2 separate regions of the Mus musculus genome follow, and region 2 is linked to region 1. A link is a contact called in public promoter capture Hi-C data. All regions are on one chromosome and are shown on one strand. The core of a region is the stretch at or near the end of the contact, and the rest is flanking DNA. Distances in the headings are between cores, read along the strand shown. Region 1 holds the start of Nsmaf (neutral sphingomyelinase (N-SMase) activation associated factor). Region 2 overlaps Tox (thymocyte selection-associated high mobility group box).

The links. Promoter capture Hi-C pulls out the DNA fragments that hold promoters and counts their contacts.
Region 2: a promoter capture Hi-C map of pre-B cells shows a contact between it and region 1. The contact joins the enhancer-like site here to the promoter of Nsmaf in region 1. A contact is called at or near these places in 1 of 39 promoter capture datasets (pre-B cells), 2 of 484 Hi-C or Micro-C datasets (centrocytes and pre-B cells) and 1 of 115 datasets of contacts at active chromatin or transcription factors (memory CD8 T cells).

The regions. Positions count from the first base shown.
Region 1 is chr4:6,451,314-6,456,520 of GRCm38.p6, reverse strand. It overlaps Nsmaf (neutral sphingomyelinase (N-SMase) activation associated factor), which reads left to right and starts at 2,250. Exons shown (of 31, transcript NM_010945.2): 1 at 2,250-2,536. The coding sequence starts at 2,478.
Region 2 is chr4:6,921,288-6,926,210 of GRCm38.p6, reverse strand. All of the region lies in intron 1 of Tox (thymocyte selection-associated high mobility group box), which reads left to right. Among named protein-coding and RNA genes, the nearest start is that of Tox, 67 kb to the left of the region's middle. Within about 2 kb of position 1,325, at least 92 of the 459 cell types and tissues checked have an H3K27ac peak or open chromatin away from gene starts, as enhancers often do. A contact at or near this core is called in centrocytes, memory CD8 T cells and pre-B cells, where this site is marked.

The DNA.
Region 1 (5,207 bases), core at 1,001-3,500:
TTCTTTTTGTCCAAGAAACACCTAAAGTAGGAAGGACCACTTATAATCAGAAGTGCGCTGTTACAATAGGTGTGGGAGCTGAACTGAGCTCTGATGTGTGGAGGAGTAAATACTCTGAAGGGACAACTCAGGAAGGGCTCAGTGGCTCAGGAGAATTAGGAAAACAGAAAACTACAAAAGGCTGGTCAGGCAGCTTGTCTGCTAGCAGCAATTACAAAAGTTAGATTCTGTCTTCCCACACCCATTTCAAAAGAATGGCTTTCAGGACCTTGAAAGAGATACTTCTGAGCTGCAGGAGATGCATAAACATACCAAAGGAACAGAGGAGTGATTGGCAAATGTAAGCAGCTTGGGAGTGCTTTGTTGGTGGTGTGTGTGTTATAGGTGTGGAAATGAATTCATAGCTGTATGCTCCTGGGCTGTGTGCCCTTGGGAGACCAGGCATCAAAGCCAGGGCTTCTCACAGAACCCAGCACTCACTAGCCATGCTAGCCAGTTAGTTACTGCCTCAGACTCCCCAGTGTGTTGGGGTTACAGGCTGGACCTGATATGCTTCATTATTTTAATTGTTTTTTTCTCACATGGATGCCCGGATGCATATTCAGATCCCCGCCCACATGTGGCAGATACTTTGCTGGCAGCTATCTCCCCAGCCCCACACGAGTTCCAGCCTATGTAGACAGTAGTTGAGGACAGCAACAAGATCTCTTGGCAGCTTTGAACAGGTACTGAAAGGGGCTTAGGGCCATCCGGAGGAACCCTTAGAAATGATGCCAGAGCTTTAAGGCTCTTAATATGGAGAGGGAACGAGATGGAAGTCCCCCGTTTTTGTAAGCTAAGATCAAAGCTTGAGAGAACTCAGGACCTGGATAGAATTTGGCCAAGGAGAGACTCTGTCACTCTCCACCACTACCAGGACCACATCTTTCCTCAATGTTTAATGAAAAGAAAACTTAGATTCTGGTCTATTTTTTAATTACTTTATTCCAGCCAAATTAATTTCTCTCCTTTGAGTCCATAGCATCTACTATACTATTTGCCACACAGAAAATTTTCAGATGGTATCTTAGCCATTCTCATAATCTTATGTCATTGTGCACACATGCACACAAGCTCGTTCCCAAGGACCATTAGGGTAGTTACAGAGTCTGTGCAGCACTCGGATAAAAGGAAGAGATTCACTGACATAGGGTACTCAGGTCTCTTCAGTTATGACTTCCGATCTTCCCCCACATGCTGCCAGTGATGAAGGACAGCTAATTGTTGCCATTGTTGTGCTTTTTTTTCAACCCTGCAGAACTTGATTCTTAAGCCAACACTAGGAGTGTTTCAACACACACAACTTAGAGGCTTGTTATTTGAGAGTCCCTTAAAGGTAAGCAATATCCAGCGTATTCTCAGGGTATTGAGAAATCATAACCCCAATGAAATACGAGTCATAGTTGGCAGGACAGAATATAAAAGGTAAGTATTGTTGAAGGTAAGAACCTTTCTTTACTGCTAGTGGGAGTTAAATGGATACTTTGAAAGCACAGTAGCAGACTTTCAGAGTTCACAGATGGACTTATTAAAACAGTCTAGAAACTCCACCCTTTGATTTCGACTTCACTCAACAGAAATGAAAGCATTTACACACATAAACGGGTACGTGAATGCTTATAGCCAAAAGGTGGGAACACTGCTGTGCCTGGCAACTGTTGAATATATTAACAGGAATGCAGTGTGTGATACAATGGAATACACTTCCGTGATAAAAAGGAATAGAATGTTGACTTGTGCTATACCTCAGACGAACCTTGGAAGCATTGTGCTAAATGAAAGAAATCAGACACAAAGACCACATATTGTATGGATGTTTTTATTCTAGATGTCCAGGCTAGGCAAATTCACAGAGACAGAAAGTTAAGTACTGTTTTCTAGGGCAAAGGTTTGTGGAGATGCACCTAGGAGTAGTGATTGCTAAAAGGTAAAGGTTTCTTTTTGAGATAGTAAAAATATCCCATCACTGTGATAATAGTTGCAACCTAAATATGAATATTACTAAGAACCGCTACACCATACACGGGCGAAAAAAATAAAATAAAATCCCATCGATTATTTATTTCAAAGACTGAAATTTGGGACTAAACATCCAAAAACCTTGTTATTTCAAATCCCCGCCGCCAACGAACTGGGGGGCTCCCGGGCAGGTCTCAGGCTCACGTGGGAGGTATCCTCGCCGCAGCAGCGCTGCAGAGGTTAGTCGGGGCAGTGTAGGACGCGGCTCCCGCGGCCTCAGGTCACTGCGCGCCCCTCCTCCGGGCCTGAGTCACGGCGTCGCCCGAGTCCCCACGCGAGGATGCTGCGGTGAGCGCCGTCCGGACGCCGCGGGCCCTGGGGCGCAGCGTGGGGCTCCCGGCCGCCCGCCCGCCTGCCCGCCCGGTGCGGCCGCTCGGGACTGCTCGGGACAGTCGGCGGCCTGCGAGCCCTGGGCCTCCATGGCGTTCACCCGGAAGAGGCAGCGCGAGCAGCAGCTGCAGCTCTACTCCAAGGAGAGGTGCGCGGGGCGGGAGGCCGGGCCGGGCGGCAGCCGGGGACTCTCCTGCAGGCCGCGGCCGCCTCCGGGGCCGCAGAGCCGCGCGCGGGTGGGCCCGGCTGGCGGGGGCGCCTGGGGACGCGAAGGCAGGGCGGTCCCCGCGCCCGCCCGCCCGCCGTCCCACGCCGGCGTCTCCCCACCGACCCTCCGCGCCCTGCATGGGAGGCTGTTGGGGAAGCGCGTGCGGCGGGGCGGCCGCGGTCAGCCGCGGCCCAGGGAGGACGTGGGTAGAGCTCCGGCCTCCCTCAGATCCCGTCCCCGCACAGGAAAGCGCACTTCCGCCCCGTGGGTCCCTCCCAGGGCGGTTGGTTTTGTGACCCAGCTGTGGTTCCAGCGGGAACGCGGGCTACATTTTTGTTTGTTTGTTTTGAGATGCGGGTTTGTCTGTGGGAGCCGGGATCCGACGGTCACGTTGTTGCTGAGTGGATCCAGCGAAGCAGGCTATGCCAGGAAATGCAGGTGCAGCTTTTATTCTGGGTGCTCTGCGGAGGCTTCACCTGTAGCTATTGCTCAACCCGCCCTCTTCCCCAAGCCCCGCATCTCTCTCTAAGATGTAGTGGGCTGGCAGGGTGGTCCGCGCTGAAATTACCTTTCCACCTCCGGAATTTAAATGGAATTTCTTTGTCTGGCACCCGACGACTTGTTAAGACTTGTTGGTGCTCTGTGTTACATTGAAGAGCATTCAGATTAACATTTGAAATGTTTTAAACGCGTGGCCTGTCATGTTTCTAGGACTTAGTCATTTGTAACAATCCTGTGATAAACAGCGAAATCGGACAGGGGGTGTTTTGTCGTAGATTCTGACTTATTTTAATCGTCTTACGCTGCTCTGTAATGTTAGAGGAACTCGCTGCCCCGGTTATTTCCAGCAAATGCTGGTTTGTTTACATATTATGTACATATGTTCACAGTACTCCAAGGTAGGAGTGCTCCCAGCCCAAACATTTATCAGCTGCCAGCATCAACTCTTCCCTACACTCAGCACCAGCAGCTGATTTCTACTTCCTGATCACCCCAAATTTTTATTTTGAACGTAAACCAAGCAGATTCTTTATAAATCATAGAATCCATTTTTAAAAAGGGGAACTTTTAAAAGTTAACTTTGGAAAACCAACCTTACAGAGACCCAGATCTACCATTTCTGCCCACGCGTTTCTTGGCTTATCTTTTGGCAACATTGGCTTCAAATGGGCAACGTGTTTATAAAGGTGTCGGGTTTCAGCTATCTCAGGGTTTCGCTATCTCAGAGAACAGTTCTTTCCCAGAGCTTGAGGCTAGCTTCAGAGATAACCAGGGGCCTCTCTGCTGGGTGTACTCACAGAGGGTTTAGATTTCTACAGCTACCAAACACTGAACCCAGAGAAAGAGAAACTGAAGTTAGCTTGTGTCTCTGACTGCTGATTCAGCTGCAGTTAGAATACGGTACATTTTCCACATAAGTAGAAGCTCCTGCCTGGGAGATTCTGCCGCAGTGATGACAGAAGACTGGAGAAAAGTCGGTATATTCCAGATGTTTAGTGAGATAGAGATGAACAGCGCTGGTATTGTATATGGCATTTAAGAGGGCCGGAGAAAGAAACCGGCTGGAATTGTTAGGTACGATATGAGACTCGGTTAAATATTAATTCTAGATAATTTTTTAGCAAATGTCACATGTAGATTTGGGGACATATTTATACTAAAACCACAGTACAGACTAAATATATTGTTTATCTAAAATTCCACTTCCATCTGGACATCCTGTACTGTTATTTGCTAAACAATACAACCTTGCACTCTGACTTAGATTTCAAATAACCGTGCACTGGTGCTGTTTGATGACGTTTATGGGGGCGGGAAGCTTAAGTTTTAGGACTAGAAAGGAAATAGTTCAATAAAATATTCTTGTATCCCTACAATTATGTCAGGAGACATATTGACTTTACTGGTTATTTCAAAAGGCCACGATTAGATGCCAATGAAGGCAAATGAAAAGTCAAGAGACAATTCCAATATATTCTCTGAAATACTTGGGCATGGCAGAAATGCTCTGTGGGTAAGCAAATGAGGATGCTCTACAAACTACCACTGAAGATATCTCCACTTAGGAATATTTCTGTTTAAGTTTTGTTGTCCCAACTCTTCTCATCTTAGGTGATGTAGAGGTTTAGATGGCTGAGATGCCCCGAGCCTTCAGAGAGAGAGAGAGGAGAGAGGAGAGAGGAGAGAGAGAAGAGGAGAGAGAGAGAGGGGAGAGAGAGAGAGAAAAGAGGAGAGATGTATTCTGTTGGTTTGTAAGCCGTTGTTTTAGCTCAAGCATTATTGATTATGAAGTTTCTGTTATGCCTGTATGTCACAGTCATTTCACAAACTTCCACTTTGCTCTAAATAGTCCATGGATGTGCAGTTCCTTAGTTATGCTGATATTAAATTTCTTTTACTCAGCATATTTGCTTATCAATTTAGTTTGCATTTATTTATAATACGTTTTTAGAATACGAAGTGATTTGTTATTCTCCTGTGTAACTTTCCATTTCTAATATGGAACATTCTAGTTTTTTATTCTCCGTTGTAGGTTATGCTAGGCATTAGAAACAGATATAGATAGCAGAATCAGGGCTCAGTTAATCAGGAGTGCTTTTGGATCACAAAA
Region 2 (4,923 bases), core at 76-2,575, 470 kb before region 1:
CCTCAAAACATAAAAATCTCCAGTTCCAAGACGTTTTTGAAAACTCTTTTATTACCACATCATATAGACATAGAAAATAACATATGGGTACTGGGGAGTTGAAACTCAAGTATTTTAAAGGAATGTAGCATATTAGCTTCTAAATATAGCTCATTGGAATAACGAAGAAAACACATATCTGTGGGCAACTAAAGAAGTAGAAATTAAGAAAGCAAAACCATATAGAAGTAGGAATAGAAAGCAAGCAGCTGAAAAACGAATGAAATTATACAGGAAAACTGAGATGAAGTCTTACCCTAAAGGCAGGAAAATGGTGAGAGTCAAATCCACTTAATTACCATAAAATAATTCAGTTCAAAGGTGAATGTATACCATTTTCCTCAGAAGAATATTATGTGCAGAACCAAATGGTCCTATGACCAAAAGAAAGAAAGGAAGAAAGAAAGAAGGAAGGAAGGAAGGAAGGAAGGAAGGAAGGAAGGAAGGAAGGAAGGAAGGAAGGAAAGAAGGAAGGAAGAAATCAAAACTGTGGCTTGCCAGTTCATCATGCAGCTAACACATGGTTTTCATGCTCTGCTATGTGTATTAAGAAGAAAACGGGTTGTATTTTGAGAGAGTTCAGGTGTAGAGTTTTAGAATACTCTATTACAGCACAATAAAAAAAGACTTATTTTTATCAACAGTTCTAGGTGAAAGGGGGCTGTACATATATCCAGTGAAAATATTTTCAAGCATAAAATGTTCTATCCCAAAGGGTTTGAATATCAAGTGTTACAAATACTCGTTCATCTGCCCTGTGTCTGCCTCACAGACACTTTGCCTTAGCCTATACCAATATGGATAAAATGAAACAAAATAACCAAACCAAAATACACCCTCAACTTTCCATAGTCAGCCTGGGACAGGTGGGAAATGGTGCTCTTGAAGAAACTTGCCCTTGGGAAGCCAAGTTGTGATGGTCAACCCTCCTGGCAAACGTGCCATTGGTTTCATCTATTTATATTTTCAGATCTGTTAATTATTCACAGTTTTGGCAGCACCGTTGCTTCATACACAGTTGGTGGCTGCCATCCACCAACACCCTCCAAGCCCATGTGCCTAATGCCATAAAAAAGAAAGTGACCTTCACTCCTCCCTCTGAAGCTTTAACAATACCGGCAATTTCCGCATATGACACAGCCACACAGTTTTATCGTGGAATGAGTGTTAACCTCTCAACATAATTCTGTGGTTTCTAAGTGTTCAGCCAATATCAGCTCAAGGAAATAGCTGTGTACAGAGAGGATTTGGTAGGCCCCAAAAGAGAAAAGAGAACAGAAAAAAGGAAGAATGTATTTTGTGGTTTTAAGTCTTATGGTTTAGGGCATCCCTTGGGGTTCAGTGCCATGAGCAGACAGGAAGTATCCATTCACAAGTTTCAGTCCCTCTATACTGTATTTGGTATCAGAATTTAAGTGAATTCAGGCCTGAGTGCCAGCATCCATCAGTTTCACATGATTAACCAAGACTCCATTCTTACCTATGTGGTCCTTGCAGAACCCCAGTACCATACGCAAATGAGAAAGAAAGAAAAAGAGCTGTTCTGCTTGGTTAGAGGTGTAATGTAATTGTTCAGGTGTGCCTGAGCCTCGAGCTTCTGTTGTTGGAAGGAAGTCACAAGTTACCTGCACACACTGCAACCATCTCAGAGATTCAAGGTTCCAAGTAACACCATGCAATAGCCATGAAAGTGTTGCCCTAGTTTGAAGGACATTGAGAACAGCTCTACTGTAATTGTCCATAAAGAAGGATTTTTCAAGTCATAAAGTATTCAAAAATTAGCTTTGTTATTTAGTTGACAATATTTTGTGAGGTTGGCCTACTGCCTAATAAATGAGCTTGTCTATTTACTACATTTAATTTTGAGATTTTTGTTTTGTTTTTTAGTTTTTTTGGTTTTTGCCTGTAGTACAGTAATAGGAAAATATTCAAGAATATAACAGAGTCAGAAGGTTTTTTAGATAAAGTTATGGATTCCATATAACATACTCCTATATTAGCATACATCTGATTGATTTGATTTTAAATTTATTAAATCCTTAACAATTTTGCAAACACCCAAGAAGGTAATTCTAAAACAGGATTTGTCAGACAATTGAATTCATAAGAATTGTCTAAAGAAACCTTTACTTTGAAAAGTCATGTCTATTGTTAAATTCTACTATGCTTGTTTGAAAAATAGCCATGTTACTACAGAGTCATACCCCATCCATGGTTTAAGCCAAGTAATAGCTCTGCTAAAAAGACTGGGTTTTTCTGTGTGTGTATGCATGTGTGCGTGTGTGTGTGTGTGTGTGTGTGTGTGTGTGTGTGTTGTAGATATATGTATCTTTAAGCACATAGACTTACTTTAGAGCTCTGTAGTCCAGAACAGGTATATGGGTTTATGTCATCATGGAGTGAGACTCCTGATCCTCTAAACTGTTTCATCAGAGTGAAATGCAAGTAGCTGCTGCAGACAAGTCAGTTATTCTCAGTTGCTCCTCCCATGTCTATATTGTGATTTAATTAGGGCAGTTTCTTCTGGCTTTGATTCTTTGACTTGGTCACTTCTGAAATGCCTTTGTCAGTTCTGTACTAGTAGCTGAATTCTGTTAAGGTAGGTGTGATAGCAAATGAAGCATCCAGACAAGCATCTTATACTAGATTAGTCATATTTTGGAATCTTTCATAGAGAAATTGTCATTGCCAGGGAGTTACTGGAGAATTGGGCAGTGACACTCGACGTCCAAGGTTCTTTGACTTCATCTAGTTATCAAAAGCCTACAGGTTTTGAAGCCATGCTGTATGCTGCTTGTATGGGGAAGGCCCTGCAAGGTCCAAAAGATGATGGGTTCCCCCCTTCCCCCCGCTTTCCTCAGCGAAGAGGACTCTGCTTTCTTCAGGAGTGCTGATTCACTACTTTTCCTAAGAGACCTTGGAGTTTTGTCACATAGGCTTTTGTTCCTTGGCCACAGCAGTGTGCTGCTGAGTTTCTGATCTTTCAGTAGTTGTATGCGGGCATGTATGTGAAGCTGATGTCTATGCTAGCAGATTTTGGTCCTGTTGACAGTTGTACAGCCAAATGGTTTGTTTATATAACTAACGATTAGTACATTAGCATGAATATTAACACACAAATTAGTGTTTGTTGAGCTTGATAAAACACTATTCTTGGCAGAGTTGGAGGTTAGATTTGCCTCTGGGAGGTCTGAACTGAGAATCTAGGAAAGTCTAAGACCCTCTGAGTTCCCTGAGAAGGAAGGAAATCAACACTTTCCAGAGACCAGTTTTTCCCCCTTCAAACTGCTGAGTTCTTATAAACACTATATTCCCTTTGTGAAAAGAAGCAGGCGGGAGAGTTCTAAAGTGAACTGGTTCAGAAGCCCATGAATGGGGTTTCTTGTTTAACTCAGCTAGCAAACTTGCTTTCTGATGAGTCTTATATGCAGCCTTAACGCTGTTGTACAATCCCACATTCCCAACTGCTACTTAGCTCAGAGCTCATTCGGGAGAGAGGCACGTATTAGGCCTGGAATACAGACAGTGTTCTAGTGCTCAAAAGAGAATTCAGTGTAGGATGGGTCACACTTCAGGGGCAGCATATTCTGTTTATTTCTTAATTATTGTTCAAGTAACTGACATTCTCTGTGAATTCTCATTAAGCAAAAACATCAAAATCGTTGCACTTTTGTGGGCTTAGTGTTTTCTCCTTTTCCTTTTTATCTTTTTGATTTTTATATTACTGCAGGTGAATCTATGCCAGAGAACAAAATAAAATGCTAATTACAACACCCTGATTCAATAAACAATAGTGGCCTCTTCTTTGAGAACACGGTCTTTTAAAAATTGTATTTAAATTAATTTTCTCTTTCTGAGAGCCAGGGGAAATACATACAGACTTCATAAACTTTGCTGAATATTTTTTGTGAAGAAAAAGAAACTGGACTATTGGAAAAGGGCAAGAAAATATATCTCGTTTTAGAAAAGGGGAAGGTATAAACAGGGTTGAAATCTTCATTTCTCCAGTCTAAGCTTGCCTCATTGAGTAAGGCACATTGGCACTAATGGATAATAAGCAACCCAAAGCCAACCGTGGTGAGGAGAGGGGAGTCTTGCGACAATGGCGTTTCCCACTACATGAACAGTCTGCGATTCATTAGGAGACAATTTGGAAAATATTTGATAATCATTCCTTTCTGTCATAACAGGCACAGGAACAATCCAATTGCTGCAAATTCATATCCAATCATTTGATTCAGGTTGGCTGCGCTTGACACGGTTTGCTTAATCAGGTTTGCTCGCACGTTTTAGATAAGTCCCCTAATGAATGACTGATGTGATTTGACATTACATAGGATTACAAGTCACTGCAGCTCTTAAGTGAGTTCTGGGTCTTTGGAGAATATTGTTTTGTTTTGGAAACTTGGAAGGGAGGTCAGAGGTCCTTTAGTCCAACTGTCGTTTGATCAGTGGCGAAAACACATCACCACTGAATGTCAGTTCTTATGCCTAACACTCCAGGATGGTTAGGAGAATTCTAAGTATCATGGACATGGGTCTCTGAGAACAGGGGAGCCGAGTGCTGTCTTTTATGGATGAAATTTTACCAGGCACCTCAGTTTTAGCTTTCCAGTGGAACCAACAGAGGAGAAATGCATAAAAATAAAAAGAGCAAGTCAAAACTCATGAAAGGAGAGGCTGGTGGCGTGGGAGCGTTAAAGGGATTGCAGAGCAAGCACCAAGCATCCTGTCTCCAGGGTCCTGCAAGGCCGAGAGCTTGGAAGAGAAGAAAGCACTGTGTCCTTTGGAGGAACTGTTCATTTTCTAGCAGGCCAAGGCCAATGGTCCCCAAACCAAGCCTCCTCCTCTAATACAATGTCACTGTACCAAGATAATCTTAAC